2 separate regions of the Capra hircus genome follow, and region 2 is linked to region 1. A link is a contact called in public Hi-C data. All regions are on one chromosome and are shown on one strand. The core of a region is the stretch at or near the end of the contact, and the rest is flanking DNA. Distances in the headings are between cores, read along the strand shown.

Evidence for each region. A called contact is a pair of places that touch in the nucleus more often than the background predicts.
Region 2: a Hi-C map of blood shows a contact between it and region 1, with 4 times the contacts expected there. The contact joins two enhancer-like sites. A contact is called at or near these places in 2 of 5 Hi-C or Micro-C datasets (both in blood).

The regions. Positions count from the first base shown.
Region 1 is chr13:75,701,280-75,705,973 of ARS1.2, forward strand. SULF2 (extracellular sulfatase Sulf-2) reads right to left here. Exons shown (of 21, transcript XM_018057993.1): 11 at 2,923-3,115. Among named protein-coding and RNA genes, the nearest start is that of SULF2, 110 kb to the right of the region's middle. Within about 2 kb of position 1,457, at least 1 of the 5 cell types and tissues checked has an H3K27ac peak or open chromatin away from gene starts, as enhancers often do.
Region 2 is chr13:76,365,273-76,370,485 of ARS1.2, forward strand. LOC102187783 (a long non-coding RNA gene) reads right to left here. Exons shown (of 3, transcript XR_310505.3): 2 at 4,520-4,575; 3 at 3,513-3,604. Among named protein-coding and RNA genes, the nearest start is that of PREX1, 190 kb to the right of the region's middle. Within about 2 kb of position 2,024, at least 1 of the 5 cell types and tissues checked has an H3K27ac peak or open chromatin away from gene starts, as enhancers often do.

The DNA.
Region 1 (4,694 bases), core at 207-2,706:
TCTCCAAAATCACCACAGATGGTGACTGTAGCCATGAAATTAAAAGACGCTGGCTCCTTGGAAGGAAAGTTATGACAAACCTAGACAGCATATTAAAAAGCAGAGACAATACTTTGCTGACAAAGGTCCGTCTAGTCTATGGTTTTCCAGTGGTCATGTATGGATGTGAGAGCTGGACCATAAAGAAGACAGGGTGCCACAGAATTGATGCTTTTGAACTGTGATGCTTTCGAACCGAGAGTCCCTTGGACTGCAAGGAGATCAAGCCAGTCCATCCTAAAGGAAATCAACTCTGGATATTGACTGGAAGCACTGATGCTGAAGCTGAAGTTCCAATACTTTGGCCACCTCTTGTGAAGAGCCGACTCGTTGGAAAAGAGCCTGATGCTGGGAAAGATTGAGGGCAGGAAGCGGGGGGGGGGGGGGGTGACAGAGAATAAGATGGTTGGGTGACATCACTGATACAGTGGACATGAATTTGAGCAGACTGCAGGAGATAGTGAAGGACAGGGAAGCCTGGCGTGCTGCGGTCCATGGGGTCACAAACAGAGACGACTGAGTGACTGAGCAATACAGCGCAATACAGTCTCTGTCCTCTAAGCATTAATGGGGGGAAGCGTAACTAAATCACAAGTCCTTGTATTATTTAAAGATTAGCCAGTGTGCCACGTGCTGAAGCGAGATCTTAACTGTGTAATTCAATCTGGAAACCAATCATTTTATTCAGCTGAAAAGAGATTAGCTTAGCAGTTACTAATCAGCTAGTGAGGAGTTATAACGGGGGACCATCAGTGGGGAAGTGCCGTTCGAGGCAGAAGCTGGGTCGTTATGGAGACAAACCAGCTCTCGTAACGAAGGTGTCCTCTGCAAAGACAGGAGGAGCCCTCTGAGCCCACCGCTGGATAGCCAGTCTCTAATTAGGCTACAGGGGAGTCTCACTCAGCCTGAAAAAGGATGGGGATCCTGATGCAGGCTACAACGCGGATAAACCCTGATGCCGGGTGAAATAAGCCAGACAGGAAGGACAGATCCTGTGTGATCCTGCTTCTGTGAAGTACCTACAAGAGTAAAACTTGGAGAAAGCAGTGGGGTAGCTGCCAAGAGCGGGAGGAGGGGAGGTGGGGCGTCAGTGTTTCTCGGGTGCCGAGCTTCAGTTCTGCCAGAGGAAGAGAGCTGGGGACGCACGGTGGTGATGGCCGCCCAACACTGTCCGGGTCCTTAAAGCTACTGAACTCGACAGTCAGAAACGGTCACAGTGCTGAGCATCAGGTAGTGCTGATGGGACCACAGCGAAAGAAGACAGAGAAACAACCAAAGTCTCGGATCAGGCTTTGGCTCCCCTTGGGTTAGGGGGTTAGAGCAATGGTGGCCTGGGCAAGTGCCCAGCTCCAGTGGGGGACACTCCAGCCAGGGGACCCATCTTGCTGGGACCATGTCCTGGCACTCGAGCCCGCCAAACATCCTCAAAGCCCAGGCGCGCCCTCATTTGAACGTTTAGCAGGGGGCATGCTCTCCAGGGGAGGTGACCCTCTGAATGGGGCCGTGACCACCTGCTGGGAGGGTTCGGCCAGGTTGAGAGGACTTCCCTAGGCGCCTCCTCTGGTCACTGGCTTCCTAACTTTCTGTCCTTTGGCCCCTGCTGTGTGGAGGTGTGAAGGCTAAGGCAACTTTTCCACTTGGGATGGGGGTGCTCTACCCTCTCCAAAGTACAGCTGACCTTGAACAAGGCTGGGGTCATCTGCATGTAACTCATAGTTAACCTCCCTCCCTCCGGTATCCATGGTTTCTCCACATCCATAGATTCAAACCACAGATGACGCAGAACTGTAGTATTTACTACTGAGGACCATCTGCGTGCAGGGGGACCGTCGTTGTTCAAGGGCCAACGGTGCAGCAGGTTCCTGTTACTCTAGGTGGTCTTGTTCCATAGCATCACCCTGACGCTGAACTAGCGAGTTGGGAACCAGTGCTCCTGGGGCAAACGTGGGGTGAGGTTCCTGCCAGCCTTGGGTCACAGCACACCTGTCAACCATCAATATGGAACCGTATTGCACACTGTGTCTCCATTTTGTGTAAAGACACCCGACTTCATGCACGTGGTGATTCTCCGACATTGAACTCAAGGTAGCAGCCTGAAGCTCATCTCACCCACATGTTCCCCTCTTTAAAGCACATCCCAGCCAGCTGGGGCTTGGGGACCCAACGCAAGATGTCAGTGCCACCTTGGGGCCACTTTAGATGGTGAAGTCACTGCAGAAAGATATGTGATGCCAGGGACACGATGCCAAGCAGATGGTGGTGCTAGTGGTAAAGAACGCCCTTGCCAACGCAGGAAACGTAAGAGCTGTGGGTTCAGTCCATGGGTCAGGAAGATGCCCTGGAGGAGGGCATGGCACCCCACTCCAGTATCCTCGCCTGGAGAACCCATGGACAGAGGAGCCTGGCGGGCTATACAGCCCATGGGGTCACAGAGTCGGACATGACTGCAGTGACTTAGCGCGCCTGCAGGCAGGTAGACAGGAGGCTGAAGGGCGTCGCCTTGGCTTGGCCTCGTCTGGAAGCCGGCACTAGAGGATTCAGCATCTTTTAGCGCTTTGCAGGTGAACCTGTCCAGTGCCTGCAGTCCAGCTGGAGGAATGCTATGGAAGCACAAATCTGATCCTGGCTCCTCTGCTCAAAGCCCTCCAGGGTCTTCTGATCTCAGAAGGACCCCACCACGTGGCCCAGGGACAGACCCCCCCCCCCTTTCTCTTTATGCTCCTGCTCTTCTCCGCCCTCTACACGCTCATCTCCTCCTTTATGCTCCCTGCCCACCCCACCTGGGGCTGGGTGGATTGATGGTGCAGGGCACGTGAGTCTGTTTGAATGAACAAGCAAGGTTGCTCAGGTGCGTTCCCTCCCCGCCCCTCCCGTCCCACTTACTCTTCTTGAAGAGCTTCTTCCGGTGTCCAGCCAGGGTGAGCTGGCTGTCCCCGCTGTCGCAGACGCAGCCCTCGCCGCCTGGCACATAGTACTTGGGCACCAGGTTGGAGAGGGCCCTGCCCCCGGGCCGCGCAGGGCCCTTGCACTTGTGCAGCTTCAGCTTCCCCGATGCATCCTCCACGCACTGCCATTTCTGCAAGACACGCGTGGCCTCAGCCTCCCGGGCCTGCTCACCCGCCCCGCCGCTTCCCTGCTGCCTGCTCCCAGCCACCCCAGACGCGTCCCTCTTTTGGCCCCGACTGGACACAGGCTGGTGCCTGGAATGAGCTGCTCTGTGATGGGTGAATACCTGTCCACTGTCGGGGGAGCAGAGAAATGGTACCCAGGGTGATGCGCTGTGGCTGAGCGGGAACCCAGCCATGGGGAAGCCCCGTAGGAGAAAAGCACTTGGGTTGGAGGGCGTGGCTGGTACACAGGGAAGGGCCCTTCCAGAAGGTGTAGCATGAGGCAGGCAGTGGCGGTGGGGTGGGGTGGGGGGAGTGGTCGGCAGGGTGTGACTGCATCTGCCAGAGGTGGGAGGTGGGTGTCTGGGCTGGGATCCTAGGGGCCGTGGCAGAGGCCTCCCCAGCTGGCCTTGGCTCCTCCCACCCCATGTGCTCCTTTCCTTTGGGTTAAGCAGTACGCTTGGATAATTGGTTTCAAAGACCGATCAGGCAGCCCTCTCACTGTGTGGGACTGCCAGACGCCCAATCTGCAGGGAGAGGGTGGGGATGGGCCAGCAGGGGGATTTGACTACAGTCCCAGGGGGACAAAGGCCCCTCGTGGCCTCATTGATTCATTCCCTGAAGCTCAGAACTGAAATCTGAGCCCCTCTGGGGTCTGCCCAGATGGTCAGCTCTGGGAGGCCAGAGCTTTCTGTCCAGGGCTTTCTTCCTGTGCCTGGCAACAGAGGCAGCCTTGAATGCTGCTCCAGCATGACCCAAAGAGCTCCAGGGGCGCGGGGAAGGTTCCTGATGCCCTCCAGGGCAGAGGGAGGGGCTGGGAGGGGGTCGTGAACAAATGCTGGATGGGGCAGGGGGATTGTGAGGACAGGTTGGTGCCAATTTTGAGTCCAGCGATGACAGAGCTGCCTGGATGCAACCTGTGACATGCAGCCAACTGGTGCCCCAGCCTTGGCAACCCATGGGTTTATTAAGGAGAAATAGAATGTGGAGGTCCCAGGTTTACTTCCTGTTACTGGTGAAACGGGCTTGCATCTCCAGGCCTGAGCCAGCATGGCTCAAAGTCCCAGCTCGCAGACCAAGGCAGGGAAGCACCTGGGCCTTTCCAGGGCACCCCCACCTGCTCCCCCTGCTCATCTGCCCGCCTCTCTCCCCCTGAGCCTCGCCTCAGGCTGGCGTCTCTCTCTACAAATCTCCGTCCTCACTCCCCGTCCTCTCCAGAGACCACGTTGGCCTCCCAGGCCTCAGAAAATCGAGTTCAGACTCTCCCAAACCACCGTCACAGTTGCTGTTATCTCCAAGTACTGTCTGGATTATATTTTCCTGAACATTTCTCTTGAAATCAGCTCGCATTTTTACAACCTAAACTTGTTTACGTCAGAAGGTAATTTCCTGTTGTTCCTATATAAGCGGAAAGTCAGCCACAAAGATGATCTGGGAGAGTAAATACAATGGAAATAGTCATTTAACTTTATAAATACTGTGCAGAGGCCGGCTGCGTCTTTGTTAAAGAGGGATCGGGCAAGAGTCTCAGAGCAGCTAAAGACGCAT
Region 2 (5,213 bases), core at 774-3,273, 660 kb after region 1:
AGCTCCCAGCCACGCTCTGAGGACCTGCAGCCTGAGCAAGAAATCAGCCTTGATAGTTCAGGCCTGTTAGCTCAGGAGACTTCTTGTCAGGCAGCATAACCCAGCCCACCTGGCTGTGTATCAAGTGTTCAGGATCAAGGGGAGAACTGTCCCCATTTGCTGAGCTCCTCCGTGGCCCAGGCACTGTGCTCAGTCGTACGATGTATATAATGTGTATGACAAATATCCGTGTGGTAATTATTCTTCTCCACTTTACAAAGGAGGAAATAACAGTAACAGCCGCATCCCCTGAGCAGGGATGATGTGGTGGGAGCTTGTTACAAACGCACTTGAACAGAACTTCTTCAGGCCTCATACTAGCCCTGGGAGGGAAATGCTTTTATTTATTCCCATTTTACAGATAAGAAAACTGAGGCTCAGAGTGGTCATGCATATACCCAGGACCACAGAGCCAGTAAGTGGCAGAGGTGGAATCTGAACCAAGGCCCCTTTGACTCATTTCCGGTTCCCGCTGACGTCACCCTGGGTCTCTGGAGGGGACCTGGGGGCTGGGGCAGGCTGTGGGGTGCCGATACCCAGGGGCCGAGTGTTCTACACTCTCTGCCACTGGAGGAGGGGGTCCACCGGAAGTGCTAGTGTCAGCAGCACAGGCTTGCATCCTCAGTTCCTGGAGGCTGGAGGGAGATGATGCCCATGGGTAGAGGCTGTGTGGCCACACAACCCTTCACCCACTTTGCATTCAGCCAAGCAGTCTTCCTCCTCTAATCTCCATGCCTCTTGGTCTGGAATGGACCCCTCCTTTGAATAAACCTCATTGATTCCGCCTAATTAGCTCCTCAAATGAAATCGTGGGTTATTTTGGGAGCAGCATCCTCACAAATGTTTCCCTGGAGCATTCAGGTGGAAAATGCAGATAAACTCACCTCTTTGTAAAATAAATGAACACATTTCAATCCCAGTCCCCAGGGCCCCAGCCTATCCCAGGCCCGGGCTTCACCTCCACAAAAGGCCTGAATCTTAGACTCTCGGAGTTGCCTCAAATAAGGCTGTGTCTTGAGTCAAAGAAACTGTGGGCTATGCTTCCAAATAGCCATCACGGCTTCCTGGGCAGTTCTGTGACCCGGTGCTGATCACAGGCTTTACCTGTGCTCATGAGCCAAGACCCACACCAGGCCCGGGAGGAGCACGTGGCCGTGAGCCCATGCTACAGATGGGGAGACTGAGGCACAGAAACCATCACTTGCCCGGAATTTGAACCCAGGAAGTCAGGCCACTAAGTTCAAGTGCTGAATCACCCACATCTTCACTTGTCCGTCTGTCCTGGTCCTCATGTCTCAGCGCGCCTGGAATCAGTCTGGTTGTTTTTAATCAATGCAGCTCTCATTTTGTGAATAGTATAAGTGGCTATTCATTTGTTCATGTCAACATTTCAGCCATCCCATGGTTTCCAAAACCCTGTTTTGGCATTTCTTCATTTTTTATCTAGCAGGAGCCCCCCAGGAGGGAATCACCCTGAGGCTCCCCTCTCTGACAGATCCTGCGCTCAGGAGCAGCGTCTCTCATTCTGCCAGCTGCAGGCAGGCCTGGGGGTGACGATGCCGTGTGCCCAAACCCCATCCCTGGTGTGCCTGAGCCCCATGACCCTGAGGGAACCCTCCAGCACCCCCGCTCCATCTCCACGGCAGGAGGACGGCGATCACAGCGCCCCTCACGGATCTGCTGGGAGGAGTCAAGGAGGTGACATGCACGTGGGAACCGAGCCCAGCACCTGTTAGGTGTTCAGTTAACTCGGAACATCACACGGACTGTTCCATCTCAGACAGGCAGAGGGATCCCACTCCTCTGTTAACTGGGAGGAGAGAGGTTAGATTTCCTTCGTGCCCACCAGGCAGGGTCAGACACTCTGGATGCTGCCATTGAGTCAGACCCATGGAACAGAGGAGGGGTTCATGGGGGAGGGAGGCAGGGTGGTCCCGCCCCTTTGCACAGCTGAGGCTCTGCACACAGGACCCTGGTCTGGCTTGGCCGCGGACAGGACACAGACTTGGCAGCCCCTCCCACGGGCCCCCCAGGCGACAGCACCAGGACCCCCACCAGCTCCCTCCCAGCGGGTGCAGGAAAGATGGAGGGGCAGGCCTGCCACCCGCACCGAGCCCGAGCCCCCTACCCCCACCTCTGGAAGGGCTGGTCCCCTGCAGCCTGCAGATCCGTCGTCCTGTAGAGCAGAAACAAGTCCCACCCGCCAGGGTCGTCCCGCGCTCTTTTCCTCAGAGCTGTTTGGGCCAAAAGCCAGGAAGGAGAGTGGCCAGCCTGTGCGGCCCCCTCAGGGCTGGCCATCCTCCCCATGGCAGGTCTGCGGGGTCCTGTCCCCAGGACAGCCCACCCCCTCCCCATCATATGTCACCCCCACAGTCCCGGGGGGCTCTGGGAAGCACAGAGTTGACTGGAGGCAGCTCGGAGAAAGCAATGGCAGCCCACTCCAGTACTCTTGCCTGGAGGATCCCATAGACAGAGGAGCCTGGTGGGCTGTAGTCCATGGGGTCGCTAGGGGTCGGACACAACTGAGCGACTTCACTTTCACTTTTCACTTTCATGCACTGGAGAAGGAAATGACAACCCACTCCAGTGTTCTTGCCTGGAGGATCCCAGGGACAGGGGAGCCTGGTGGGCTGCTGTCTATGGGGTCGCACAGAGTCGGACACAACTGAAACAACTTAGCAGCAGCAGCAGCTCCCCGTTACCCAGGGGCCCTCAGCAGGGCCAGAGTGAGGGGGCAGAGGACGGGGAGGCTTTGATGGAGAGAGAGGACACAGCTAAAGGATCTGGAAAGATCTGGAGGCTGAAGCCAAGGCAGCAGGGCTGGACCCCAGGAGGGACGCCGGGGCGGCTCTGCACTGGGAACCTGGGCCTGCAAAGTGCTGGAAGGAAACAGCAGGGAGGATGGGGCAGTGCCCTCCTGTGTGCTGGGCAGAGGCTGGCTGAAGCCTGTCCAGGAGGGGATGGACTTGTGGGACCGGACCCTTCGCCGGAGCCCCTCAGGACTTCTGGGTGGGAAGGGACAAGGGCTGAAGGCTGTGACAGGGACTCAGGGAGAGGAGCCTCCGACCTCCCCTCCCCATTACAGCCCATTACTGCCCCTGGACCACACCCCAGCTGCACCCTGCACTCAAACCCTAACTACTGTCCCTGTGCAAGGAATCAAGCTGCAATAACAGGAGATGAAACTGGTGAAGGTGCTGACTCCTGGCACTTCCTTACCTCCAATCAAGGAGAATCCTGGAGCAAGAGGGCCATGGCTGGCAGGGACTCCGCTGAGTCATCGGGGTCCCAGCTCAGGCTCCCTGTTCGGCTCTGCTAGGCTCGGCCTGATTCGTGGAGGGGATCCGAATGAGCAGGGGCGGGAGCCATGGGGATTCCCGGGGAAGAGCTCTGCAAAGGCCCAGCTCGTGCAAACAGCTCATTCCTCCCTGTAGAGCACTGAGGCCAGAGCGGCAGGGGCAGAGTGAAGATGGAAAGAGAGGCAGGGCAGGATCTACAGCGGCCTTGCAGGGGGTGTGAGGTCTTGGGCTTTCACTCAGAGAGGGGTGAGAAGTTCCTGGAGGGTCTGAGAGAGAAGGGACAGGACCTGACGGATCTGATAGGATTTCTCCGACTACAGTTGTGGGGAGGGGTTGTAGGGGGAGCGTGGGAACTGGGAGACTAGTGAGAAGCCCGGGATGTTTGCAGTAAACGAATTATCTGGATCAGGGTAGTAGCAGGAGGTGTGGACAGGAGTATCCAAGTGCTCAAAATTCAAAGGAAGGCAAGGGCCACAGAGAGAAAATAACACTCTGCAGGACACCCTCTCTTTCCAGGGAGAAAAGGTTTTCCCAGAAGGCCCCAGAGCACAATGCTTGCATCTCATTGGTCAGACGTGAGTTAACATCCACCAATCAAAGCAAACGGGCTGGATCCTAAGGTTGGCTAGTATGATGGCAAGGTAGCAAAACCACCTTCATAATCTGTAGGGCCCACTGCAGAATAAAAATGTAGAGCCCTTTATTTAAATTATTACAAATTTGAAGGCTATGACAGCAGAGCCTTAAGCTAATCACGAGCTCTTCTGAGCACAGATCCCTACGGAACTGCATAGATCACACAGCCCGGAAGACAGCCCAAACTCCTTAATTCACCCCCTGAGCTAAGCATGGGGCCCCCGCAGATAGACTGCAGGAAGGAGGGCAGTGGGGAGGTGGCCCCAGTATGGGCTGCAGGCTCAGCAGCCTGAGATCCAGGTGCATGAGTTACGGCCCTTATAGCAGGATAAAGGCCAAGGGAGATGCTGGGAAGATGTGAGTGACGTACATCAAGTGTTTAGAATGGCGTCTCTTACTAATTTCTTTACCTCTAAGGAGGAGATCCACGTCTTTCCCAGACTGCTGGTACCACATGATTGTAACCTCAGGACTCCAAGAGAGAGTTTCCCTTCCCGACCTCCACCACCAGCCTGAGTGCCTGCAGTTCCCCCATTAGTCAGTACCTTGTCTCCAGGAAAGCCCATGAACTCCCCTGCCTTGGAGTTCATCAGCGAGGCGGCTGCAGAGAATAGACAGAGAAATAATTATATGTCATCGTAATGCTACATATTTCATGAAACACAATAGGAAAAGCACAGCATATTTAGAAACAAATGTTAGAATCCCACTTCCGTTCCGGAGAGTACTCTGGATTTACTTTTGAAAGCAGGCCTGGAACGCAGGGAGCTGTGATGGCTCTTTTCATGTGAGAAACCTGCCTGTCCTTTGCCCAAAGCTCTCCAGTGCTCTCCTGGTCCTAGCTGTAATCCCCAAATCCACCAGCCCGCTACGTGCCCTGGTCCCTGCCCACTCTGGCGTCAACATCCTCCCCACCAGCCTCCCTGCCCAGTGGCCTTCTCACTCCTCCCGCAACTCACCAGGAGGAGAGTTCCCACCTCTGGACCTTTACACCTGCCGTTTCTTCTGCCTGGAACCAGCTATCTCTGCTCCTCACATCTCTATTCAAAGGTCCGCCCCAGCAAGGTCTTCCCTGGGCATTTATTAAATTAGCTCCCACATCCGTCCCTGCCCTCCCTCCTGCATGATTTATCTTACTGGCCTTTATGCCATCTGATATACTACACACCCATGTGTCCATTGGCTTTTTTGTCTGTGTCCTTCCAGTAGAAAACGAACTCCACAAACTCTTCACTGGTG